4 separate regions of the Mus musculus genome follow, and regions 1, 3 and 4 are each linked to region 2. A link is a contact called in public HiChIP or PLAC-seq and promoter capture Hi-C data. All regions are on one chromosome and are shown on one strand. The core of a region is the stretch at or near the end of the contact, and the rest is flanking DNA. Distances in the headings are between cores, read along the strand shown.

What was found. HiChIP or PLAC-seq counts read pairs in DNA pulled down with a chosen protein or histone mark. Capture Hi-C pulls out chosen DNA fragments and counts their contacts.
Region 1: a contact with region 2 is called in a promoter capture Hi-C map of liver, with 5 times the contacts expected there. The contact joins the promoter of Golt1b here to the promoter of Aebp2 in region 2. A contact is called at or near these places in 4 of 39 promoter capture datasets (embryonic stem cells, erythroid cells, liver and 1 more), 3 of 484 Hi-C or Micro-C datasets (CD4 T cells, CD8 T cells and the G1E-ER4 cell line), 7 of 115 datasets of contacts at active chromatin or transcription factors (astrocytes, embryonic forebrain, forebrain and 4 more) and 2 of 9 other capture datasets (adipose tissue and liver).
Region 3: an H3K27ac HiChIP or PLAC-seq map of thymic regulatory T cells shows a contact between it and region 2, with 12 times the contacts expected there. The contact joins the promoter of Ldhb here to the promoter of Aebp2 in region 2. A contact is called at or near these places in 7 of 39 promoter capture datasets (the 3T3-L1 cell line, 3T3-L1-derived adipocytes, embryonic stem cells and 2 more) and 6 of 115 datasets of contacts at active chromatin or transcription factors (astrocytes, embryonic hindbrain, embryonic stem cells and 3 more).
Region 4: an H3K4me3 HiChIP or PLAC-seq map of neural tube shows a contact between it and region 2, with 7 times the contacts expected there. The contact joins the enhancer-like site here to the promoter of Aebp2 in region 2. A contact is called at or near these places in 4 of 39 promoter capture datasets (cranial neural crest, frontonasal cranial neural crest, maxillary cranial neural crest and 1 more), 1 of 484 Hi-C or Micro-C datasets (cortical neurons) and 9 of 115 datasets of contacts at active chromatin or transcription factors (the SCID.adh cell line, T-cell acute lymphoblastic leukemia, craniofacial prominence and 6 more).

Annotation. Positions count from the first base shown.
Region 1 is chr6:142,385,402-142,392,121 of GRCm38.p6, forward strand. Golt1b (golgi transport 1B) reads left to right here and starts at 1,842. Exons shown (of 5, transcript NM_025872.4): 1 at 1,842-1,968. The coding sequence starts at 1,944. Recql (RecQ protein-like) reads right to left here and starts at 1,686. Exons shown (of 15, transcript NM_023042.3): 1 at 1,621-1,686.
Region 2 is chr6:140,620,944-140,627,325 of GRCm38.p6, forward strand. It overlaps Aebp2 (AE binding protein 2), which reads left to right and starts at 2,559. Exons shown (of 8, transcript NM_001005605.2): 1 at 2,559-3,401. The coding sequence starts at 2,752.
Region 3 is chr6:142,505,111-142,511,790 of GRCm38.p6, forward strand. It overlaps Ldhb (lactate dehydrogenase B), which reads right to left and starts at 2,847. Exons shown (of 8, transcript NM_008492.3): 1 at 2,743-2,847; 2 at 302-436. The coding sequence starts at 430.
Region 4 is chr6:139,585,751-139,591,957 of GRCm38.p6, forward strand. No RefSeq gene overlaps it. Among named protein-coding and RNA genes, the nearest start is that of Pik3c2g, 25 kb to the right of the region's middle. Within about 2 kb of position 2,906, at least 37 of the 459 cell types and tissues checked have an H3K27ac peak or open chromatin away from gene starts, as enhancers often do. A contact at or near this core is called in neural tube, where this site is marked.

The DNA.
Region 1 (6,720 bases), core at 592-3,091, 1.8 Mb after region 2:
CAAAAGGCCGAATATTAAATAGTTCTGCCACTAGGCCCATGTGTACCTTAGCAATATGACATACTGTTCCTCTGTGGCTTTCTCTCTGACTTAAAAACTGGGGTGGCTGCCTCCCAGGTACTGAAACTAAAAGCATGCACAGCCATGCCTGGCAGGACTCACCTTACAAATAAGGATAGATTTTTTTCAAAAGTAAATAAATGAATGGATAAACAAATAAATAAACTACTTGGCAGTATACTGCACAGTTGCTTTAGAGAGTTACAGTTAAATGCCTACTTAAAAGAAATTAATATTCTAAGTAAATAATTTCCAGAGCCTCCTCTCTTCTGCGGGAGCTTACTCCATTTCTCTATAAAATTTGCTCACTTGCAGAGGGGGGGTGAGGTACACACTAGTACTCTTTTGGCTTAAAAGAATCTGGGACAGTTACAAGTGGAAGGAAACATGACTTATATTAAAATTTAAAGATTAAAACTTGGCCTGAACATTTAACTCCCCAAACTGTTATGTTTGCTCAATGACAATCTGTTACCATTACATAAAAACAAAATTAGAAAGCATGTTATATTTTGCTTAATTTTGTATTTTTAGTAATTATTTGGGTAGACGTGTAACCTGCCCAAAATTCCCTTGGAAGAACTTAGGTTTTCTGCCTATTTAAGTTTCAACAGTTTGCTAATTTTAAAGTCATTCGTACTCAGAACACAGGCTTTTTTTTGGGGTGGTGTTTTAGTTTTCTGTGTTAGGGGCCAAGGACCTCATTGTGTTCATGAACTGTTGTGAACAACTTTTTTGCTCAATCAATGACAATCTGTCACCATTACATAAAAGCAAAAAACAAACGTTTGAAAGTGTGTTATATATTGCTTAATTTTATATTTGCTAAACCTAAGAGTGCTCTCCAAAGACAGATTCTGCACCCGCCTATTCTCACTTGAACTGTTTCCTTTATCGAATTTGTACCCTTCCTGTGCATGGCTGTTAAGACAGATAAGCCCTGATTAAAGAGTAAGGACAAAACTAACGGACATTTAAGGATGGGTTTAAATCAAGACTCCTCCTTCCTCACGTATGAGAACATCTCCTTATCACTTCCTAGACTGATACTATTCTGCCCATGGACTCTAAGGTCCTGTATCATGGCAGAGCCTGAATCTCTTCACTTTTGTAAACAGCCTAGAAAAAAAAAAATGCCTTTTCCGGAACCTAAAAACAGGCGCTTTCTCTTCGCTTAGGAGAGATTCGGTCTAAGTTCATTTCCTGCCACTACTTCAAATATATATATATTTTTGGACTTTGCTGCCAATAACCTACCCCTTGCCTAAATTAGGCAACTTCACAGCAAAACATAGCGTAGCACGAAATATATCCAAGAACTAAGTTACAAAGAGGTCTGTCAGTCAAAAAACGTGAACCAGGTCCACTGTCATCAGTGCGGAAGGAAAACGCACGCTAACCCTGAGCGCATCCCTCCACCCCGCCGGCTCCACAGACGAGGCAGAAGCGCAAGCTGCGGCGACCAGGGCTCCTGAAAGCGATGGCAGAGACGACGCCCAGCTCCTATCCGCCCAGCAGACAGCCGCGGACCCACGCGCCGGAACCGGCACCACCACGAACCTGTCAGCCGCTCCGCGCGTAAAAACCTTCCCGCCGCCCGGCATGCAGCGCCCACCCTTCCGGATCAGCCCCCTCCACCAATCACAAGCCATTGCCTTCTCTGATTGGCTGCGTGGTGCGGCGTCCGGGTGCACATCCGAACAAGAGCGCGTGCTATTGGTCTCGCTGCAGCCAATGGAGCGCGGCCTTGCGGCCCGGCGGCGGCGGCTGCGTGTTTCCGGAAGACGTGGCGGCTCGGGCCCGGGCGGCGTCGCCGAGGCTCTTCTCCGGACCAGGCTTCGCAGCGTGGGCCCCGAAGCACCGCGGTCCTCGCCGCCGCCACCATGATCTCCCTCACGGATACGCAGAGTAAGCGCTGCCGGGCCCCAGCGTTGGCCGGTGCTCCCGCCTCAGCCTCTGCTCCGCCCCGCAATGAATGGAGCGAGCGCGCGTGGGGCGGCGGCCCGCGGGAGGGAGGGGGCCGTGACGGGAGGACCGCCGACCTGCCTCGGCCCAAGTGCCGCCGCCGCCTTCGCCCCGGTGGCACCCGTGCTCTGTCCCACGGAACAGCCGTCGGACCAAGTTTCCGGGGTGGCGGGAATGGGACTGTCCGCCCGCGCGGAGCGCCTGCAAGGCTGGGGTGGGCTGGGGGCGTAGAGAGCCGTGATCAGACTCCACTGTTACCTACCTACCCAAAATTCCCTTAACAAGGACTTCGGTTTTCCGCTCGTTTAAGTTTCAACCAAGTTTACTAATGTTAAAAAGTCACTTTGTGCTCTGAGCATTGACTTCGATGGTTTAGATTTCTGGGTTAGGAGCCAGGATCACACTGTAGGTTAACGAGGCTGGCCTTGCGCTCATTGTGTCAGTGCTAGCCTTCCCACTTGTAATCCTGCCCCGGTCTCTAAAGTTATGAGATTACAAGCATGAAGGACTCTGCCTGTCTGTACTGGGAAAGGATTTCTTTATTAGTGTTGTATTCTGTACTTCGTGGCGTGTTCTATTTTAGCATCCTGTTTCTGCCTATCTCATCATTCTGACCAGCTTTGCAGTCTTCAGTCTTGCCTTTTTTTTTTTTTTTGTAGCCCCAGAGATTAGAGCATCTCAGCCAAATGTTTCTGCAGACTAGCAGAGCGTTATCCCTATCTCCATCGTTTTCTCTGTGACTTCATTTTTCTATGTTTTCTTATCAATCTTAATTATTTTTCTATTTATAAATTCTACCCAAGCTGGTTACTTTTTAAAGATATCTTTATGGGTATGACCTCTTTTTGCCTCACTTTTGCTCATTACCATGAACTTTGTTTCTTCAAACTATATTCACCTTAGCTTTTCAAGATTCTAACATCCCACTGAAGTGAAACAAAAACCTTCCTTGAAGTTATTCTCAAGTGGAGTTTGAAGATTTAGATTCAAGTTGTGGCACACTGGAGTGTCACAGGTGCTTTATGAGTCCCTCCACACCCTGGCAGTCCCCTCTGTCTTACTGTGGACTGCACAGCTACCTTCTCTAGCCCAGGGGTGTTGTCTATTGGTCCAGTCAGGCTCCTTTGGTTCTAGTCAGAAATAAAAGTGTCCCTTTTTTCCCTACTGTCACTAAGTCTTGTGAACCTGTTTCAGTTTAGTGCAACATGTAGTTATATAGACAAGAGTGATCTTAATTGCTTGTTTAAATGAGTTTTTTTAACATGCATGTGGGGACCAGAGTCACAGGATCCTCCTGGAGCTATAGTTACAGACGGTTTTTAGCTGCCTGGTGTGGGTGCTGGAAACCAACTTGGATCCAGAAGAGCAGCTTTTCTTACTTACACGTTTAATTCTTACACAAGCATGGGAAGGCATGGACCATTTATGAATTGGGACGTGTAAGACATTGAGTTACACACAAAGGCAGAAACAGCCATGGTCCTGGGATTTCTGGTTCACAAGCCTTTGCTCTTGTTACTGTAGTACTAGCTAGCTTCTGAGGAGACTTGATGTCAACATTCACATCTTGGGATGGTACAAGTCTGTGGTGTATAAATTACCCTGTGCACAGGGCAGAGAATGTCACTCTCCAACAAAAGTAACACAGTGAGGGATTGAATTCTGGGCAGAAGAAGCTGTTCTCCCCTTGTTTTACCACATTTCTTGGGATGGTGAAATTCTGTGATGTTCACTTGTTGATTTCTGAGGTGAGATGGTGAGTTATAGCCAGTGGTTAGGGAACCAGAGCTGGTCAAATTCAGATTAGATCTGTGTCTGTGTTGACTTCGAGGTTGAACCACTAGCAGCCCAGAAAGGTGCCAGCATGAGTCATGGCTTTCAGATGTTGTGAGGAGGTTGATCAAGCTCTGAGCAGTCGGGTAGATGCCAGTTCATGATGTGCTGAAGATTCTGTAGTATGCCCTCCCCCATACCAGCAAAGCCCAAAGAAATGCCAAGACTTACTCAAGGAGATGAAATGGGGGCAGCTTCCAGCTTACATCTGGATTGTCACATTAAGCAAAATGCTGCTGTGGTATTTGTTTTACTTAGTTGGACTCTTCTGTTTCCTAAAGGGTGTGATGAGGAAGGCGGGGCTGCTCTTGCTCTGTGAAGGTGTCCCCATCACTAAATGTCAGCTGTGATTGACAATGGGCTAAACTGGTCTTTATAAAATTTCTTCAGTATGTCTTTTCTTTATGTTAGCTAATATCTCAGATTGCTTTTATCAAGCTTTTTTTTTTTTATGGGCAGAAAAATATAAAGATAGATTATGTTTTCCCAAGTATGATACAGGCAGGAAGATCACTGCAGCATGTAGGCCTTTTGATTTCAGAAAACTTGCAGCTGGATAAGGATAGGGACAACGGAAAAGGTGGAGGTGAGAAAGGGGTGTGATAAGGGTTTGACCCATTTCATGGAGGATTCCTGGCAGCATTGGACTGGTGCCAGTGTGGTAAAAGAGTCTACAGGCAGCTGTCTGTCCCCTTCTGACCTGTATGTACTTCGTGAATCATGGCTCTAGTAGGATTGTAGAGTGAGAAGACTGGGTCTGTAGTCTCCCTGCTGCCTGTGGTGTGACTGATTCCCACACTAATGCTTGGAATCAGCAACCAGGAATGGGTTGCTCATCGGAAACTTGAGCCTTGGTTGCTACTGGGTACCTCAGAACTTTGTTAAAGGAATTGTGAGGCACTGTTGGCACTGTGCTGTGAAGAGCCTTATGGGATATCTTTTCCACTGCAGCTAACTCTTTTATTATATGTAAGTACACTGTAGCTGTCTTCAGACACCCCAGAAGAGGGCATCAGATTTCATTACGGATGGTTGTGAGCCACCATGTGGTTGCTAGGAATTGAACTCAGGACCTTCGGAAGAGCAGTCAGTGCTTTTACCCACTGAGCCATCTCTCCAGACCAATCAGCTAACTCTTAAAGGTGTGATACCCACTGAGTTGTTCTAGACTAAGATGAAATTTAAATCATTTATATTCTGTGCCTTCCAGTACCCTTGAGTTTAATAAGTATGTAATGGTTAAAATAGACTAGATACTTAACTTTGATTTGGAGCAGCTTAAATCTCCTCTCTGCAAGTTATCCTCTCACCCTAAAGTGATGTGATTCTGACTACAGTCCAGTGGTACTGGGAGGATTGTATAGTGCATATTCTCTGGGAAGTACTTCATAGTGCCTGATTCCTGACAGGTTCTCAATGCATAGGAACTATTGCCATATTGTTTTCTTCCTTTATTTTCAAACACGAGGAAGGCTTTTACTCTGTGTGCGTGTGTGCGTGCACTCGTGTGCGCGTGCGCACGTGCACTTTGTGGCCAGATTGACATTGGGTGTCTTGCTCATTCTCCAACATTCATACATACATACACACACACACACACACACACACACACACACACATAGGACAGGGTCTCCACTGAACCTGGAGCTCACTGATGTGGCTAAACTGCCTGGCCAGTAAGCTTCAAAATGCCCATCTCTGCCTCACCAACCCAGGGAATACAGGCATGACCCACCAAGTCTGGCTTTTTATGAAGATGCTGGGGGGGGGGGTCTGAATTCAGGTCCTCATGTTTGCACAGCAAGCACAGTATCAGCTTGATATCCATCTTCATGAATGAGCATCTTGGATGTTGTGTCATTCTGATCATTTGTGAACTAGAAGGTAGTCACAGTCAAATGACTGGGCTGTTATGATTTACTCCTAAGTACTCGTTACTTAAGAGAGTTTCACTTCTCCTTCCTCTATATTTTTCTCTAGGAAATTAGAGTCTGACACCTAAATAATTGTTTTAGGAAATTTTCCTGAGACAAGAAAGTATTCCTTTGGTATTTGCATCCCAAATACATTTAAATTAGAATGGTGGTAGACAGGCTTGTAAATTCTTTCAGACTAATTTTAGAATCAAAATGGAAAGTAGTGTCAAAAAATGTAGAGCCGGGCGTGGTGGTGCACGCCTTTAATCCCAGCACTTGGGAAGCTGAAGCAGGCAGATTTCTGAGTTCGAGACCAGTCTGGTCTACAGTTTGAGTTCCAGGACAGCTAGGGCTACACAGAGAAACCCTGTAAGGCCCTGGAGGTATAGACAGAGGTAAAGGTGATAGTCGGCTCAGCAGCTGAGCCTTTGATTTTGCTGCCCCACCCCCACCCCCAGGTTGCTAGGGGGTGTTGTAACTGGCCTGGATTTTAGCTCTCTAGAGCTGACAGGAAAATAATAATAGGTCAGAAAATAACAATTCTTTAAAGAAAAAAAAATTGCAAACTATCCTCTAACAGCTAAAGCAGTGTGACCAAGAGGTGGCTGGCAGACTTGGCGTTGAGTATGTCTGCCTTGTACAAAAGGGAAGACCTAGGGAATCCAAGGCCAATGCAGCATTCTTGCACAGAATAGGCTTCATTAAACTGTGCCCACCACGGTATTCAGTACCTACAGCAGCCCTTGGTCTCTCAGAGTGGGCTGGCAAGTGTTAGTTTCTAGGTAAAGAAGTAAAAATGTAGGCTAGGTTAAGATTTCAGGCTCTAGTTTTAAACATGACATTGGTAGTGTAAGGTTTGTAGGCAATAAACAGTTAAAGCCTGTGCATGTTTGTCTAAGGCCAGAGCAGGGGTTTTGAGGTAAAAATGTCTTTTCCTGACTCCTGC
Region 2 (6,382 bases), core at 1,309-3,808:
TAGAACAGGACTCGTTTTAGTGAAGAGAGGAGGAGAGAAACTGTGTAAGAAAGACTTAGTCACGCGATGGGGAGTCATAAATGCAGCGTGGGGTAGCTGTGACTCAAATCTGTCTCAAGTCTAGGCCCATGAAAACCGGTCTGGGTCTCTAAAGGAAGCAGGACTCATAAAGAGCTGTTTCACAGAAAGCCTGGGACACAGAGCACAGCAGCCCACCCCAGGTTTCCACTAACAGCGCTGCTCAACACAGTGATCTCCATTTCTCCCGAGGACATCCTGGCTTTGCCTGTTTGGCAGAGTTGGTGCCTGGAACAGCAGAGCCAAATGTAAGAAGGCAAAGGGGCAAGGTGTTAGGTGTGAGGGATAGAATCAGTGACCGTATTAGTACTGTAGTTGGTGTGTTTGAGGACGGTGCCTAAACCGATACATTTTATAAAGTATAAACAGTGGACAACTGATAAATAGGCATGCAAGAGAGTTGGGGTCACAACGAAAGAGAGCATCATTACAACTGAAGGGACCAGACAAGGCAACCACTCTGGATCAAGAGGGTGTGCTCCTGAGACCGCACACACAACTCTAACTCAGGTGGTGGCTGTGTGTTTCCCCACTGGCTGGGCTCCCACCTTACAATTTTATTCAGTTGGCCAATCTGGAAAGATCATCACCCAGGAAACTGAGGAAGAGGGTCCAAGGAGAAAAAGGTCAAGGCTCCAGGCCACCAAGTTTCTAGAATAGAGCCATGGGCCTTTATTTAAACAAAGGTTTACAGGGTGGGGAGGATTAGAATATTTGCATAATATTCTTAGAAGGTGGGGGGAGATAAAAAGATTTGAATTTCCTCTGCTAGGTCAGTCCTAATTTCTAATGTGCCTTAGAGCAGCTGCCACATACACTGAGTCATGCTTTATTCCAGTCCAGTTTGGTGATCCTCAGTCTACAATCCAGGATGACAACACATTCCTGATCTATCTGCAAGAATGACTCTGAAAGTTAGAGTTTGAGGTTAACGCCTGCCAGTGTAGCTACATTGTATATTATCATTTTAATTTTTGCTTTTCCTTGAGGAAACTTTTCTTTTCTTTTTCTTTTTTCTTTTCTTTTCTTTTTTTTTTTTTTTTTTTTTTGAGGATGTTTCCTTCCACTGGGGGAACATTACGTGTGATAGTATGTATCCAAAGGTTAAGGCTGCAACTGTACACTAAGATATTTGTGGGGCGGTTTCCTTGTGGCCCACACTAGTTGGCCTCAAAGTTGCAACAATCCCTTCTAGCCTCATACTACATGTTGTTTCTTTTATTATGTTTATTTTTTAAATTAGGGCAGTGAATTCTAGAAACATGAAAATACTCCACCTGGGGGATCTCTCTCTCTCTCTCTCTTTGTGTGTGAAGATCTACTAAGAATGAATGAGGGAATGCTCTCTGAGACTGCTTCCCCACTCCAGAGCATCAGATGTGCCCCGGAGTCAGGGTGTGATGTGGGCTGCTCACCAGCCTTCCTCATAAACTCCAGGTCTTTATTTTACAAAAAGCTTATTTACAAAGCATTCCCTTACCGAGAAGTTCAGGAAGATGCAATGCTTCCCTAGCTGTAAAGGGAAGGTTTGACTCTTGCCTGGGGATAGGGAGGAGCCTTTCATTAGTAGGAGTAGTAACCTCTTCCCTGCTTTCTTCTTCACACCCTCCCTTTTTGTGAGGCAGGATTTCAGTTTGGCCTGGAACTCGCTATATAGATCAGGCTGGCCTCGGAATCTCGGAGACCCTCCTGCCTCGGCCACCCTAGGGCTGGGGTTAAAGGTGTGCCTTTTAGGTGAGGTACCTGTGTGCACCACCCACCAGACTGGGAGGGAGGCCGGGAGATGTGGTCAGAGCTGCTGGGATTAGACAGTTGTGAGCCGCCTTGTGGGTGCTGCAAACCGACCGCCGGCTCCTCTGGAAGAGCGGTTAGAGCCCTCAACGGCCAGCGCTACACCCCAAGAACTCAGCCTGCCTACAAGTGTCACCCCAGATTTTATTAGAAGCTCCAGGACTTAAAACCTGCGAGGATCTCGAGCCAAAGCAACGCCCGCCTCGTCTGAGCTGCCCTCCTTGGGTCATTGGGACATCGGGACAGGTAAGCAAGCCTGGCTTGCGAGTCAAGCCTCTGCCTCCGCGGTGTGGACATCGGCTCGGCGCTTCAAAAACAAAAAACAAAAAAAAACCGATTTATCGAACTTTCTGCACATGTCTGAGACCTGTCTTTTGAGTATGGCAAGCGCTCAGACGGCCAGACACTTGCTCCACTTACGGCTTCCTTCTACAGGACACCACCTCCCCCGCAAACCACACACACACACTCTCTCTCTCTCTCTCTCTCTCTCTCTCTCTCTCTCTCTCTCTCTCTCTGAGCCGATGCTTCTCCTTCTCTCTGTAGAAGTCCAGGGCTGTGAAAATCCCCACCGACTTCGGGTTTCGAGGGCTCGTCCCGCCTCCGCCCGGAGCGGGAAGGCGTGGGAAGGCCCAAAGAAACTCTGGAGGGGCGGGGCCGCCGCGGCGCGCAGGCGCGCTGCCTCCTCCGCGTGAGTGCGCGCGTTCCGGCGCGTGTCCCCGCGCGGGCTCCGTAGCGCGTGTGCAGCCTGACGCAGCCCCGCGGGCCCTCCTCCCGCTCTGCGGCGGCCGCGCGGAGTTTGGGGCGTGCGGGCGCGGAGCGGGGGGTGGCGGGGGCGAGGAGGCGGCGGCGAGAGGAGGCGGAGGAGCAGCAGGCGCCGCCATGGCCGCCGCGCTCGCCGACATGGCCGACCTGGAGGAGCTCTCCCGCCTCAGCCCGCTGTCCCCCGGCAGCCCCGGGCCCGCGGCGCGCGGCCGGGCCGAGCCGCCGGAGGAAGAGGAGGAGGAGGATGACGAGGAGGCGGAGGCAGAGGCGGTGGCCGCGCTGCTGTTGAACGGGGGAGCGGGCGGCGGCGCGGGGGGCGGCGAGGCGGAGACCATGTCGGAGCCGAGCCCCGAGAGCGCCAGCCAGGCGGGCGGGGACGAGGACGAGGACGAGGAGGACGACGAGGACGAGGGCAGCAGCAGCGGCGGCGCGGAGGAGGAGAGCAGCGCCGAGAGCCTGGTGGGCAGCAGCAGCGGCGGCTGCAGCGGCGACGAGACGCGCTCGCTGAGCCCGGGCGCGGCGAGCAGCAGCAGCGGCGATGGGGACGGGAAGGAGGGCCTGGAGGAGCCCAAGGGACCGCGGGGCGGCCCGGGCGGCCCGGGCAGCAGCGGTGGCGGTAGCAGCAGCAGTAGCGTGGTGTCGAGCGGCGGCGACGAGGGCTACGGCACCGGGGGAGGCGGGAGCAGCGCGACCTCCGGGGGCCGGCGGGGCAGCCTGGAGATGTCGTCCGACGGGGAGCCGCTGAGCCGCATGGACTCGGAGGACAGGTCAGTGCGCCGCCAAGGGGACCCTTCCCGGACCTCGACGAGGGGGACTCAGGGGACTTCTTCCTGATTCGAGGGGACTCTGCGTGGATCCCGTCTAGGGGACTCCTCCCGGACCCCACAGAGGGGACCTAGGGGACTCCTCTTGGACTCCATTGAGCTGACTTCCTTGCCCGATCCCCTCCCATCTCCTGGACCCTTTGGCCCAGCGCGGGGCGGGGGGCGGGGGGGACCCTTCTAGCAGCGATCCCTTGCTCTGTAGATTCCCGGGCTCCGCCGAGGGGACCGAGGGGACTTTCTCGCCGCAGTCCTTTCCGTTTCTTGCTTCTCCTTCCCTGCCCCGCCCGCCTGCCCACCTTGGGAACGGCTTCGCCGGAATCTCCCCTGCCCCAGACTCTGGGACCCCAGACCTGGGGACTTTCTCTCCGGGATCTCCCGCCCCCTGATTCTCAGCCCCTCCCCCCCAGATCTCAACTTGGAAATCCCGGGCGGCCGCCGCGCCCCTCTTGCCGCTGAGCGGCTTCCAACTCCTCACCATCCCCCCTCAACTCTCCTTTCCCCACCCTCCTTTCCTCGGCGCGCGGTTCTCCTTTCGGATCGAAGGACGACTCTGTCCCGGAGACAGCCCCCCCAAAATGGCCCAGACGCCCCAGCCGAGCTCCAGAGGCCCTTGATGTACACCTCGGTACACAAGGTTAGCTTCGTGCATCGGTGTTCGGGAACACTTGTCAGAACTGCAATTGACAAGTGTTTTCCAATATGGCTGGTCTCCTGGAACTCACAGAACTAACTTGTGCAGGGAGGAGACCCCCACCCCTGGCTTTGCTTTACTTTTAAAAAGAACTGCTGGTCCGTTATGTGTAATCTCTGCTTCTCAGATCCCTCACATCTGTCAGTTATATCATCTCAGGGGATTTGAGTTTTGGTCATCAAATCTGAGGGACCAAGTTTAAAACACAGAAAGAGCATTGTGGAAAGGAACAGTAGATTTGAATTGATGTCCTTTACAGTTGCTTTGCTGAATCGGAAATAATTGGGAGTCACAAGATACAGGCGTGCAGGTTTAAAAAAGTAGACTGTGGCTTACAAAAGCACCATTATATATACAGTGGTACTAAGATGTGGGAGTCACATCCCCCGTGGTGACTTTTTTTTTGCAGTCATGTATGGGGAGGTATCTGGAGTAATTGCCACTGTTCTAGATAGTACATTTAAGAAATGTATGTTTTGGTTGCTGCTCTAATTTTTGATTGTAAAATTTCATAATCGAAGTTGATTTTTAATCCAAAGAACCTCATGCTTAATGTTCCTAAGGTACATTAGCATTTACTTTTGACCACCTGCTAGTTTTTGAAGATTAGAATTTATAAGTCAATAGTGATTTCTCACCGTGGGTTGTGTTTGGGGTTAGGGGGAAGGGTGTCGGCCTAATATAACCCAGTTGCTCTTTCTTGAGAATTCAACCTTACCTACCTTCGCCCCTCACCACGGCATCCTTGGACTTTGCTTTGGTTTGAAGTTACAGCACCCTGAGGTCTTTAGGGATTCTGGTTGCCAACAAAGATGAGCGCATTCCTAGTCAGTGATAAGGGATGAGCAAAGATGAGCACGTTCCTAGTCAGTGATAGGGACTGCCTGGAAAAACCTCAGGAATTCTTTTCGACACTTTAAAACTGAGATAAGTAACTACTTGCTCTTTCTCCAACAATCTTTACGACAGAGGTTCACTTTGTAGCCCAGGCTGGTCTGGGATTCACAGAAATAAATCCTCAGCCTCCCAAATTCAGTGTCCACCTAGTATCTAATCTACCACAAGAACCGAATGGGTGTAAATCAGACTGCTCCTTAGGAAAACCTAGAAAGGTTGTGCTAAACTGTAGATGTGGTTGGGGAGGCCAGTATCTTTAAGAGACCCTGTGGCACAGCCTGTTTTGGGGGCTGCTGTGTGCTGCTGGAAGCTGTCACTTTGTTCAGGTAAAATCGAGGCTGTCCTTCAGAGACACTGCTGACTCCAACTCCACATGAAGCACGTACTGTTATTCATCATCATGCATGTTTGCCATGTCACCCTCATGTTGATGATGCACGAGAGGGGGTGTTTTAACGTCCATTAAGCTATGGAAACAAACGAGTGTCTCACAGAAAATAGCATTGGGAGAGATGCAGCTGGGTGTGAACAAGGTCCGCACCTCCAGTACTCTCAGAAGAACTTGGAATAGTTCACTTTATTTCATCTTTAAGGAAGGGTTTATTTTGGTTCATAGTTCTAGGGGCAGCGGGTAGGGTGGGGTGGGATGGGAAGGTTCAAATCCACCCTGATTCGGAAATACTTGGAACATGTAGGAAGGCATTGGGGCAGGAGCAGGAAGCTGGCTGGTCACATTATGTCCATGCTGTGAGATTGAGCATGGCAAGAGCCTGTGAGTTTCTTCTTTTTTTTTTCCCTTTGTCTTTTTTTGGGGGCGGGGGGGGGGGGCAACTCTGTCTATGTAGTCCAGGCTGGCCTCAAGCTCAGGTCGGTTTGCTTCTTTCTGCTGCACAACAGAGAAAGCTTGGACTGGGTCCCATCTACCGTTAGACCTTTGAGATGTCCCTTGGGGAGCTGTCCACACCATGGTTTGGGGGGCCGGAGGATCAAGTCCTTCATGGAAGAGGACAGTGCGACTGCAGTGGCTTACAGCTCTGGCTTAGAATAGTTCACCTGAAATAATAAGTGGTATGTGTTTCAGAGTTGTCCTCACCCCCCACCCTCTCCATTACTTTCAGGGGACAGTGAATTTCTGGTTAAACAATTGTTAAGTAATTTGGTTTGATTTGGTATTGGATATCAATTTTGACATAACTCAATGAAGAGTAGTATGGGTATTAAGTACAGATAAGGTTAAACAAGCATGCTTGCTTCCTTTTTTCCTTTAATTTATTAACATTTATTTATTGGTGTATGTGTGTACACCAGGTGCAGTACAAAATTCAAGGGGGACTTG
Region 3 (6,680 bases), core at 1,597-4,096, 1.9 Mb after region 2:
GAGGCAAAACCAGCTATAAGGGGTGTGGTTTTGACAACCTGGAGAGTTTTAAATATGAATATGAGTATGACGGGAGGACACCACAATACTGCAGTGGTGTTAAGAAACTCTGGAAGCAGTTCCAGAGTGGTCACACAAAGAGTGACCAGAAACCTCCCATAACAAGTACTGAAAAGTACGTGTAATTTTTCCAAGTTATTTCAGATGCCTGAGGGGGTCTGACGACAACACAGACCTAGGCTCCTCAAACAAACTACAAACTCCTGCAGAAATTGTGACCTATGGTGCTCTTCAAGCATACCTTTCCCAGAATGCTGATGGCACATGCCATACCCACTTGTCCAACGCCCACTACAGTGATCTTGTTGTTCGGGACGGCAGCCTCATCATCTGCAACGGACGCAATGAGCTTCTCCTTAAGGGTTGCCATCTTGTCCTGCAAGAGAAGGGGCGATCAATGTGATTTACATGCACGGAATCTGACTGAGAAGTAGCCCAAAATGTCACAGCTTCAATTTTGAAAGTATAGCTCAACAGAAGCCCTGAAGGAACCACATCTCACCGAATGCAGGACTCAGTGCAAAGTTCTCCACCAGTTTAAACCAAAATGCTTCCCCAGAGCAGAGAGCTCCATGCAAGCCATTAAGTTGCCACCATCCCTTCTGTGACCTTTCTGCTGTAAGTGCAAACTACTGGCTAAAGATACAGATAATTATACTGAAGCAAGCTCGTTTCTTTCTTTTGTCCCTATAAGGAATTTGTGTTTAACCATGTTAACCAGCTAACTTATTTTTAAGCTTGTTTAAAGCCAATATGAATTGTAATTTTCATTACAAATAATTGTGGAAGACAAAGACTGATTTTTGTACTTAAAATCTCACAAAAGTTATGGCCCTGCCCTCCTGACAAAGTGTCTTCACAGAAAAGTTATCAATGTTAATAATCTACGCTGATTGCTTCCGTTTGTTTCTTTTTAGCGTGGTTCATCACAGCTGAGGCTCCCTATAGGTTCCACAGCCCAGCCAGTTCGTTCCCTTTACCTTCATTTTCACTTCTAATCTGTAAAGGGCTAAGTAACAAAACCTGGCTTAGTTAATGAACCCAGTAAGGAACCCTTAGTTGTCCAGAGTGAAGTACTTGAAGCAATCACAACTACTTTGCTCCATAACTTATTTTTGTTGTTTTAAAGCCTCCCTCCTAATGTGTACTGCTTCCAGAGCTATTTTAGAGATTTTAGAGGGTTATTTTAGCCTTAGAGAATTACACTTGTAGTTTTTTGGTGGGTGGGAAGATGAACTGCTGTGGGAGGGTTTGGACAAAGCACCAACCTTAAAATGAATCCAGTCAGGCCCTGTGTCTTAGGCAGTTTCAGCTGAGTAGCCTCAACAGTAAGAAAAGCAGAGCCTCCCCAAAGCCTGCCCACACCAAGTTTATTTTTGTTAGTTGGCTTAAAATCTGATAGGCTCCAGAGAACATTAGGAAGGCCTGGAGTCCCAACGTTTGGGAGGTGGAGGTAGGAGAGTCAGGAGAGGCCAAGGTCACCCTCCATCATCCTGGGATGCTATCTGAAACGCTGGAACGTTGAAGCTGTCCTGAAAACATTTTAAATCGCTTTGGGGAATTTCAAAAGCGGCAGTGTTGAAGATCCAGCAAGCACAGGCAGATATCTAGACTGAAGTTCAGCGTGTATTCTCCTCCCACCCCCACCTCCCACAGTGATAGAGAATGAGAAGAAAATAGTTTGCGTTGTAGCAAGCCTGTGTCAAATCAGGGAGTTGACTGTAGAGAGAAAGGAACAGGAAAAAACACCCTCGCCTCAGGGTGCCCCCACATTCCCATCTCCTGTGGATAAGAACCAGTGGTCTAGGTCAGAGGCTAAGGACGACTCCGCAGAGAATCACCTATGTTAACTCTTAATGCCCGGGTATGGCCTCCAATTTCTCCATTAAAACCAGTCATATCCTTCACCCTACCCCCGACCCCAGGTGCTGTCGGAGCTTGTTCAGTTCCGTGACACCCAAGCCACCTTTCCTCCTGTGCAAAGCAGGTCACGAGGGAGACACCAGCGCACACCTCGATTACGGTCTCCAGGGGGAAAGCCTAGGCTTCCACACTTAGCACAAGAAGTAAACAAAATCCTAGCGCATCTAAAGAGGCCCAGCAAGTACCCGGCTGCAGGGCGGGCAGCGTGAGAGGGGACGAAGCCTGGTGTTCCGGACCGAACTTTCCTTTATCCTCATTGCTAAAATAGCTGGGACCGTTCTCCATCACCAGGTGCAAGACCTTCCAACCTTCACAGGGACCCACCTAGACCTTGCTCGGTTCCCCGGCCACTGGGCGCGCTGCCCTGGCTTGCGCCCCAGGCTGCATCGCAGCTGATGGGTGATGTGCTAACTGCCAAGGACTTGAAGAGACTAGGTTTGACTTACCTTACGTTACAAGTCTTTCTATTGATAGCACACAGGCCCGAGACCACCCTGTGCTCAGGCTGTACCAAGGTGCAGACCGAGTCGGGAGCTCAGCTGCGCACCTCTGCTCGCTCGGCTTGCCACCCAAAACCACAAAGAAGAAATAGGTAGGGGCATGAATGCTCAGGGACAAAGGCCCCAAAGAGTGGATGTGTCGTACGTAGCTCCTTCCTCCTGTTCTGCCAAACAATAACACCTCTGCACTCCCTACTCCCACAACACACACCCTGATGTTCAGTTAAGTCAGGTTTTGGGATCCTGGATTCAGACCTACCAGAAAAGAGGAGGCTCTGCGGCGCGCTGAGGCAGGGGAGCCACTGCAAAGTCAGCAGGCTGCTGCTCTGCGGATCGCAGACTCCGGCTCTACAAGAAGGAGGAGGAGGAGGCGGGGCCGCGGCGCTCCAGCCTCCTAGCTTTCTCCATTGTGATTGGAAACCCGAGACGGGTCTATCCCTCCCCTCGGCTCGTTCAATCTCCTTCAAGGACAAGGCTGGAGTGTGCACGCGCTCTCCCCCGCTCTCTAAAGTTAGAGGTCACCTTCCGCTGAGGCACTTATTCCGTAAACCTGCCTCTCTGGCCTTCTGTACGGTCTCCATCTTGTGCTAATAGAAACCTATGTCTAGGTTGCATTCCGGCTCCACTTTAGAGCAGTCGCCTTGCTTAAGATGCTACTGATACATCACTCCAAAAGGCCTCGGAGCTTCTGAACTCTTTTCAGAAGTGGGGGTTTATACACGCCTGTTATCCCAGCACTGGTAAGGCTGAGTCCTGAGGGAAGTCAGGAGTTTGAGACCAGCCTAGGCCTCTCCATTAAGACTGTTTCAAACAAACAAAAACAAACTAACCCAGAAGAGAACAGATTTTTGGTCATTTAAAGTTCCTTCAATAAGACAGTAACCGCCCCTCCCCCTCTCCCCACACCTAATTCAACTAATAGCTGCCCAACAAGATCGAAGGTGCCTGATTTCTGCCTTTCACAGTTCCTCCAGGAAACTGCAAGGTCCCAAGAAAAAGCCTGGCCCCAGGGAGAAAAAATAAGAACCCTAAGAAAGATGTAACTTCCCTAGGAGTCGCTGAGCTGGTACAGTGTGTGTGTGTGTGTGTGTGTGTGAGAGAGAGAGAGAGAGAGAGAGAGAGAGAGAGAGAGAGAGCGCTTCGCATAGAACCCAGGAGCTCACAGTTTAGCAGGGAGTAGCATCCCCAGCCCTGTAATTGTCTTCCCACATTCTTAGCTCTTTGTCTCATCCAGCCCAGTGCCCGGTTCCTTATTCCAGCATGGATTAAGCAATCAGAAGTGTTGTGAAAATTTAGGGCAGTTGTGTTTTCTTAAGATAAAATTGTTTCCCCATCTAGCAAGCTCACTGGAGTTGCTGTGTGAGAATTTGCCTTTTGTTTTCTTTAAGTGTGTACCTCTTGTCAACGACTACTAACTCTATAAATAGAACTTCCCTCTGCCAAGCATTGAAGGTGTAAGTGTGAATATAACTGTGCTCTTTGGGTGCTGCCCTCTGCCCCAATTTTACTGAAAATTTGGGGGAGTCTGGGTAGAGCTATCACATTACTGGGGAGTAGAAGGAATTGTAGGAATTGAAGAAAAGGAGACTCTTTGATAGAGATGTGACAGGCAGCTATGGATGGGACTTTGGGGTAGAGTACAGCCTTAGTGTTTGGGGTTTGAATCCCAGCAGTGAAAAAGAGTATCAGTACCAGGAGCTGAAGGGGAAGGGGTGGCTAGGGGGAATTTTAGGGAAAGAATAGAGCTTTCCATCTGCAAGGTAAATGCTTAGGAAACATGCAGGCAACAAGGGCTAAAGTTAAAGTATATTGTTCTCGGGGAGTGAGGCGGGTTATAAAACCGAACCCAAATGTAAACTGAAATAGCAAAAGAGAGGCTGGGGTTTCCTCCTTTAAAACTATGTACGGAGAATGTTCCTATGTAGGAGTAGTGCTGCAGGGACCAAGACACACAAGACAGGATGCCTGCTAATGGCAATGTGCACACTGCTAGAGGGTTGCAAACATCAGCAAGTGATCACGCAGAATGTGCTCCTGAGCGGGCGAGGTGGCTCGTGCCCTTAGTCCCCCGAACTCGGGAGGCAGAGACAGACAACAGGCAGGTCTCTGAGTTCAAGGCCAATTTGGTCTAGAAACGGAGTTCTAGGTCAGCCAGGCCTACACAGAGAAACACCAGCTTTAATGGGAGGGAGAGAGGGAGGGAGAGAGGGAGAGAGAGAGTGTGTGTGTGTGTGGATCATGGCATAGCTGCTCTGTGCACTAAGTAGGATTCAGGAAGCGCAGGGTTGCAGGGTGTAGGGCTGGGGGGCTCACCACCTCTACAAGGACTGCCTGGTGGGGTTTTTGTTTGTTTGTTTTTTTGGTTTTTGGTTTTGTTTGTTTGGTTTTTCTTTTGTATCTTAAAAAGGTCATCTCCCGTTGTCAGGGTGTCATGTTTTTGAACCAGAGCAAGTGAACTGTAGAACAGAAAAGGACGCTTTAGAGACGATCGACTCTGATTACATACCCAGTCTTAGAGAATAGCTGCCAGTTGTTTTTATTGTTTGAATGAAAGGTGTGGAAGCTGACAGGGTTCTCACTGATCCCAGAGCCTGAGCAGGGGCGGAGGAGGGGGAGGATGAACTGAGGGGTTATTATAGGATACAATCTAACATATTCCTGAGGGAGTTATCACAGGATACAATCTAACATACTCCTGAGAGAGTTATCACAGGATACAATCTAACATACTCCTGAGGGAGTTATCACAGGATACAATCTAACATACTGCAAATTAGAACTCAAGGTTAGAACCTTCAGTTCTCCCTGGATTTCTCTTTCTTAATCCAGGGTGTCCCACACAATCACCTTGTACCCTAGACTCTTTTAGGGGAACCCCAGGCAATCGTCGAGAGGAGTACTGAGTGTTTAATGTCTCAAAGGAACTGTTTTTAGATTCTTATTGTCTAGTCATTTCTTGTGAAGGTTTAATATGAGCTGATCTTTTTGTGGAATCATTAACTATATTTTTTAGAAAGGAGGTATTTATAGTGTGAATGAGATCAGAAGTTTTGAATTGACTCATGATATTACCAAGCCGTTGGGGTCAAAACCTGGGCTGTGGCAGCCCTAATATATTAAGTAAGAATACCTGTTCTTTACTGACCAATTAGAGAAGCAATTAAGCCTGGCAATTAAAGCAGAGAAAAGGTACTTTCCAAAGGCACCACACTGGGAAGAAGGACAAAGAAAGAAAATTCCAATTCCTTTCCTTGCTCCCTCTCCCTCCAACCCCCATTGTTTCCATGGTCTGATGACCAAAGAGAGGTGCATGCTTGTCTTCCCTGAGATCATGATCAGTCCTTTGAGGACAAGAGGTCAGGTCACACTGAGGCTCTAGCTGGATGTAGACTGGTTTGTGCTATGCTCTAGAGCAGATTTCAGCTTTCCTAATGCTGTGCCCCTTTAATACAGCTCCTCGTGTTGCGGGGACCCCCCCCCAACCATAAAATCGTTTCCTTACTACTTCACAGCTGTAATTTTGCTGTTAGGAACTGTAATGTAAATACCTGTGCTTTCCATTGGTCATGTCAACCCTAAAGGGGTTGCAACCCATAGATTGAGAACTCCATAGTGCTAGAGCAGCCACAGCTTAGAAGTGATGCTGTTGGTGACACATTCCTGGACTGAAGTCCACCAGTGTGCCTCTGACTTGCATTTCCCTTTCCTAAGGGGCTGAAAGCAGCAGACATGTCTTTAGTGAAGATTGACCCTTTAGTGGAAAAACCTGTGTGGTAATTGCATCCTAAAGTCTGCTCTCTTCTTAGGGAAAAAAAAAAAAAGAACCTTTATTTAGTTTTATTTTTTAATTAGCAGGGCTAGGAACAGAATCAGGGCTTTCCGGGCACTAGATTGTGGACCCCTGTCCTCTAAACAAAAGATCCATTTTCACTTTAGTCAGACTGACCTCCCTCCCCCAAAAGGAGAGCCTTTTGACCTTCTATTCCAAAGGAGGAGGTCTGTGCGCCCCTTGCCCTCCCCCAGCTGTATTTAATTCGGTTCCATCTGCACCTGGTCTTTGGAAGGGTAAGTGAAGGAGAGATGGTGAGGCTTGGCCAAGGTCAGAACTTCCCATGCAGCTGCGAGGCTTTTCTCTGTGATGCAGCTGTTTGGGGGTAGCTCCCATTCCCACAAGACCCACCCCACCCCCACCATTCA
Region 4 (6,207 bases), core at 1,656-4,155, 1.0 Mb before region 2:
CAGAAAGGACATCAGATCCCCCTGGGGTAAAGGCTGTTGTGAGCTGTATGTGGAAGGCTGAGTCCTCTCCCTACTCAGCAAGTGCTTTTAACTGCCAAGCCATCTCTTTAGCCTCAAAGATGCCATGTGTCACCATTGTCACTCAGAAACTGGCTAGACAGACGTTTTAGTGTTGGGTCCTTGGGGTCCTCAGAACTGAAAGAGTCAGATTGTAGTTTCAGGAAAAGGAACTGAGAAAACTCCCGCCTCCAGCCAAAATCCACCTTTGGAGTGAAAGGTTAAATTTTGTAAACACTGTGTCTGTCACTCTGAACTTCATATGACCTGAGAGCTTCAAGATTCAGGTCACTGATGAACTTCACAAATATGGCTAGTTTGGCTTGTGAAATGAAGTATAGTAATATTTGTAACACGATGTGGCCCAGTAAATCTGACTCTTCCGAGTAAACAAAGTTCCATATTTCCAAGTCATAGAAGGAAATAATGTTGGAAAATAATTAGTGATGTTTAATGTAATCCTACATGAGCTATTTATTAGTTGGATTACTGCTTCTATGTTGTAACTAATATTTAAGAAATTGCTATTCGAGAACTTTTTATATAATATTAAGTAGCAATATCCACAGGACCAAAATCGATAGTAAAACAGTCGTCCCTTTCTAAACAGATAACACAGAGAGGCTGAGTATGAAAGTATATTACATTCTGATAAAAAATCAAAACCAGTCATTGGAATTCAATTATTCATAATTTTCATAAAGCTTTAAAATGAATGCCAATATGTTCCTTTGTTTGTTTATGACACATAGCACATTTTTACAAAATGTCTAGTTATTTCACTATGTGGTATTGGATACTGGTTTTTAAGTTGAATTGACAAATACATGTTTTACATGTTTTTCTATTTTAATTTAATATAATTTAATTTCACATATGCTATATCTCAAGCCATGGACACTCTCTTCAATGATGTTAAACTTCAAGATTATTTTTAAAAATTGTTACCAGAAAGTTTCCAGCAGAGCTGAATAGAACTCTAAACCTGAAGAGAGGAATTAAGTCAGTAGAAGTAAAGAGAAGTCAGAGACTAGACCCGCGCTGCCAGCACCGTCTCTGTAAGCGTCTCACAGGCTAATAGCATCTAAGAGGCCTGGCAAGCCGCTGTTCTGTTGGAACTTTCCATACCTCTTCTAGGAAGTTGGTGAAACAGCAAGGTTTAAACACCCAGGTTATTGCTACCACTCATTGCCTGCCCTGCTAAGCTGCTGCAAAAACAGGTGATGACGGAAACGTAACAGGAAAATGTGAGAGAGTAGTCGTACCAGTCACTTATGGTGCTCAAACAAATCCGGGGGAACGTGCAGTTTTATTTGCGTAGCAGCTGATAAGATAAGCCAACAGCGAACAGCCCCCTTTGGTGATTAGTAAATTATTACCCACAGCCCGAGCTACCGGCCGCTTCCTCTTGGCATTCCTGATGGCGGAGGAGGAAAAGACGGAGCGAAACACATGAAGGTACGGTCTACTGTGAGACATTGTAGTGGGATTATCAATGCGATGTTTGCTAAAGACAGTTGTAGAAATTCCTGATCCATTTAAAAGTGTGAATTCTTATATGCAATTAGGAATGTCTAAACAAAAATTCCCTTTCTTTCTCTCTCGCTTCTCTGGGTATGGGCTAATTTCTAACACTGTCTTCAGGAACACCGCACGAAAGGGCAGAAGATAGCAAGAATTATTACTGCCATAATTTCATTTTTGAGGTTCATGGTAAAAATAAATTTTAAAGACTCAGAAAGGTCAAATTATATGTCACGATAGAGCCTTACTTTCACCTGTTCCAAAGAGCAACTCGAGTGTAAAGAAAGGATAGGATGCTGTAAACGAATTCAAGCTACTGATGACAGCTGCAGGCGCTGACTCTGCGCACGCAGGACTGAAGCCCAGTCATGACTGCCGCGCTCTCAAGATGCCAACAGCAAGAAAAGCGCGTCATTATCCCTATGCTGTCAATTATCACTTTGTGTCTGTTAGTCTGTGAAAATGGCTTCCATGTGAACCGCATAATCCTATTGGCTATTTCCCCTCACTGCCAAACAGAATTTCAAATCTGAGACCTTTCTCCGTGACGGATACAAAGTTTCATTTTACTAATGTGAGTTACACTTGTGGGATGGAAAGCGAAATTCTACGCACTGTGGAAAATATTTAAAGATACTCATAAAGCAAGTTTTAAGAACATTCTAGGTATTACAGTAGACAACATGATTTAGTGTCGATATAAACAAGACTGCTGTAAGTTTGCAAAGGTCTGGGCTTCAAAACCACTAGATATTTGCACATAGAAAGAACAACTTATTAAAGTCCGTGTTTAAACTATATACCAAGAGAAAGTACAGAATTCTGACAGGCAACTAAAGAAGTTAAAATTCATAAGAAGAAACAGGAGAGGCTCTCGAGTGTGAGTGTGTGTGTGTGTGTGTGTGTGTGTGTGTGTGTGTGTGTGTGTATTAAAAGACAGAGAAAGAAATAGAAAGAAAGAACAAAAAAATTCTCTCAAAGTTTCAAAATTCTTTGGAATAAATTTGCTAAGATATTTAGTTGTAAGAAGTGAAAAAGCTGTTTCCAGATTAATGGAAAAATAAATTTCAAGCATAAATATGTCTTGTATGTATATGTTACAGTTAAAGTTATCAAGTTGAGGCCTCTGGAAGATTGAGTCCATGAGAATATCGCTTTGGTTGCAGCTTACATAAACCAGTCAGAACGAAGCGAATTGAAAGCGAAGCACAGCAAATCCTAACGACAGACACGTGGGCGTTTCCAGAGCGAGGCAGTGGTATGACTGCCCTTAGGGCAGGTTAGCAATGAGCCATGACTAAACGGATGGACCAGGGTAAAGAGCAAACTACGCCACTGTAGGCCCGGAAGGCAAGAGGTCAGCTAACGTGAATCTGTGCGGGGTGAGCTCTCTGACAGACAGGTCTGTGTCTTCTCAGGGGCCGACTTCCATGAGACTCAGTGATTCTCACATGCTCATTTTGCATACTGTCACGCAAAATAACAAGAATCAGCAAAGTTTATATAGTACATAATCTATCCCCAATATTTCCCAGATAACAATATGAGAGTCTGATAGATCATTATTAATATGATGGAGGGAAATGAGAGGTATGTCAAACAGAACCCAGTAAGTTCAGAGAGGACTTGGTTCTGACGTGACTTCTGAGTCCTTCTGATGTCCTTAATTCAAAGTACTTCGCTTACATTTTGATTTTTTTTCAAATTTTTTTTTCTCAAATCCCAACACAAATAGAACACTCATTTTGAAGACTATATTTACTCGACTCCAGTAACTTTCCAACACAGAAATTATCATTGGTTCCTTTCCAAATGCTTTTTTTTTTTTTTAATAGCAGAGCTCGTGGTATTTTCTTGAATACATAAAATGGACACACAGTTGAATCAAATCGGAATTCTTAAGGAACTGCATGCTTCGTTTGATTCTGGTAATGAGAATCAGGAAAGGCCAACTGTTTCCTGTCCCAGGCAAACCAAACGAATAACTTGTAATTAGTGAAAACCTAGTAACTGTTGGGAGTGCTAGAGGTCAGCTTGTCCTGAATGGCACTTAGCCTGACTTCAGGAGGCAAGCTTGCCGCCCTCAGCGCTAATCCTTCCACCCACAAATGGGAAGCAGCAACTGGAGAAGCTTTTCAAGTCCACAAGGTGGCGCTCTCCAACAGTTAAAAGAAAGTTTGCTTCGCGGAGAAAGAGAAAAAGATACAAGGTCATTTACAACCACCTTAGATGAAATTTGGAAAAGGGAACGCGGACTCGCCCTGTTTTCCTCTCTTCAAGCCGAGTAAAGCTATGCATACGTTCCTGTGATCTCACCTGCTGTCTGGAAAATAGCTGTACACAGACGTTTAGATACTTCAAATAAGGAAAATAGACACATGAACAAAATTGCTATTATCAGAAAAATGTATCAGTTTGATCCAAAAATATGCCGACTTCTGTTTTGTTTCTTTGTCTTGTTAGTGCTCGGCTAGTACATCCGTATGAATGTCATTTTGGGTCATATAACTGCACGCTAAAATCTATGTGATGACCATAGAAATTATAGATGACCATAGAAAGTTATAATTAGAGTCAGTTGTCAAAAATGAGAATACAAAACTTCAGCTGTAGGGACAAAAAGGAAGCCCGGGGGCGGGGGGAAGATTATTTATTATGAGAAAAGAGCAAAAGTTCTCCGGAGTCACATGTGGCACGGAGGGTTAAGGTGCTGACTTGAACAAATTGTTCTATGTGCAAAGGTCTAGCGGGTCTATGGAGCCTGGAATTTTGCAAGCTAGAGACGCGCATTGCTGTCAGTTCAATATCGTCATAGTGGTTCTCTAATTCACCTCTCCCAGACTCCTCCTCCCACCACTGTTCCCTGGCCTCTCTTTCTCTTAATAATCACGCCCTTCTGCTTCCTCAAGTCAGGAACTGCATCACCAACACCCTTTTCCCAAAATATGTAAAAACAAGGTTTGGACTTTTCAAACCTTGACCATCGGACTCCTGTGATTTTTAGTTTCAGCATGCCACAGATGGTATAAATATTCACACCACACCTACCTTTTCGGAACTGGGAGAAATTACCTATATGACACCAGTAATTTTTCTTAAATAAAAATAATGATAGTATTCAAATTATATATGGGGTTCCGACAATCAGCAGGACTATATACCTGAAACACACCGCTGAAAACCATAAATTATTCAACTGTGTGAAAACACACAACTGGGTTTCCTCTTAAAATTCTATTAAAATTATAGTTATCTCCTGGAAAAGTATATTTTAGAAAAGGGACGACGCTCAGTTGAAAACTGTAGGTATGACTTGCCAAATAATAATGTTTGGAAATAGGTAGGTTTAATATTTTTTTTGGTCATAGACAAAAATATTACAAATCTATAAGGAGTGCAGATTGGTCCAGAGCATGACCTAGGGTGGAGCTGTCAGGATGCATTTCTCTGGCTGCCTATTGTCACAGGCAAAAGAGGGCAAAAGTCACACTGTTACTCCATTGCTGCTGTTGTTTTATTAGGTAGCGTGTACATGAGGATTTATGCACTGTAAAGTACCACAGGAGTGTAATCCCGTCCAGATACAGAGCATTTCAACAAACCCATGAAGACATCCCTCAAACATCCTCCATTGAAGCCCCATCCCTCTCTCCAGTGGCAGTTGCTGTTTAATTTTCTGCTGATAGGGTTCAAACATGCCACCTTCCCCATTACAACAACTGACGATTTGTAGAATTAGGAATGTCACCCTCCGACCTTCTCCTGACCGCTACCCCTAAAGTAGATTAAACAATAGTACTGGCCTTTCCTTCAAAGGCTCACATGCCAGAAGAAATGTCTTTATCTCTGAAGACACAGGGACACAGGGAAAAATGAGACGTACTATTTAATATTGTTAGCTCACACCCTGCTGATGTCGAATCACGTTTCTGCAGAGCTATACCCTTCTTCACCAAACCTAGCCACGCGTGCTGGCGATACACAAGTGGGTCTGTTTCTTTGGGTCTTCATTTATGAAAGGTCTTGTGCAGTGTAAAACTTTTATCAACTAAATCTGCCATCCTCTCTCTTGTTAATCTGTCTCCTATTAGGTAACGTTGACAGGAACCATGACATAAAGAAATTACATCTTCTCCCTTACATGATCATCCAATTTTCTTTCCACTTTTATAGATCTTTGAGATTATCCTGTCCAGATAGTCTTTAATTTACTCTGACGGGCAATGAAAAATCCCGGTGCCCCAGTGTGTTCCTAGGCTTGATCAAGTATATAGAATGTAAGAGCGGGTTACCCCTGTTCTTTGACAAAGGGGAGTCATGAATATGCATCATATTAATTCTATAGCTGCAGCTATAGTTTCTTCTCTTGTCTAAAGAGTTGAAATTATCTTTTTCTGTTCTTGTCCCAACACTAAAATAATTAGAGTCGGGGCCTAATTCCTAATTCTGAAAAATCAGCACTGGACAGTAACATTGTAAAACTTTCAACTGGACGCTCCCTCTCTGCAGTGTATTTTTAGAAATAACTAATTTCAATAGAATTTAGTAAGCAGATATTATAGATTTTCACATCCCTTTTTGTTTGGGGATCCAACTCAGAACTTCACATTTTTGTGGTAAGCCTCT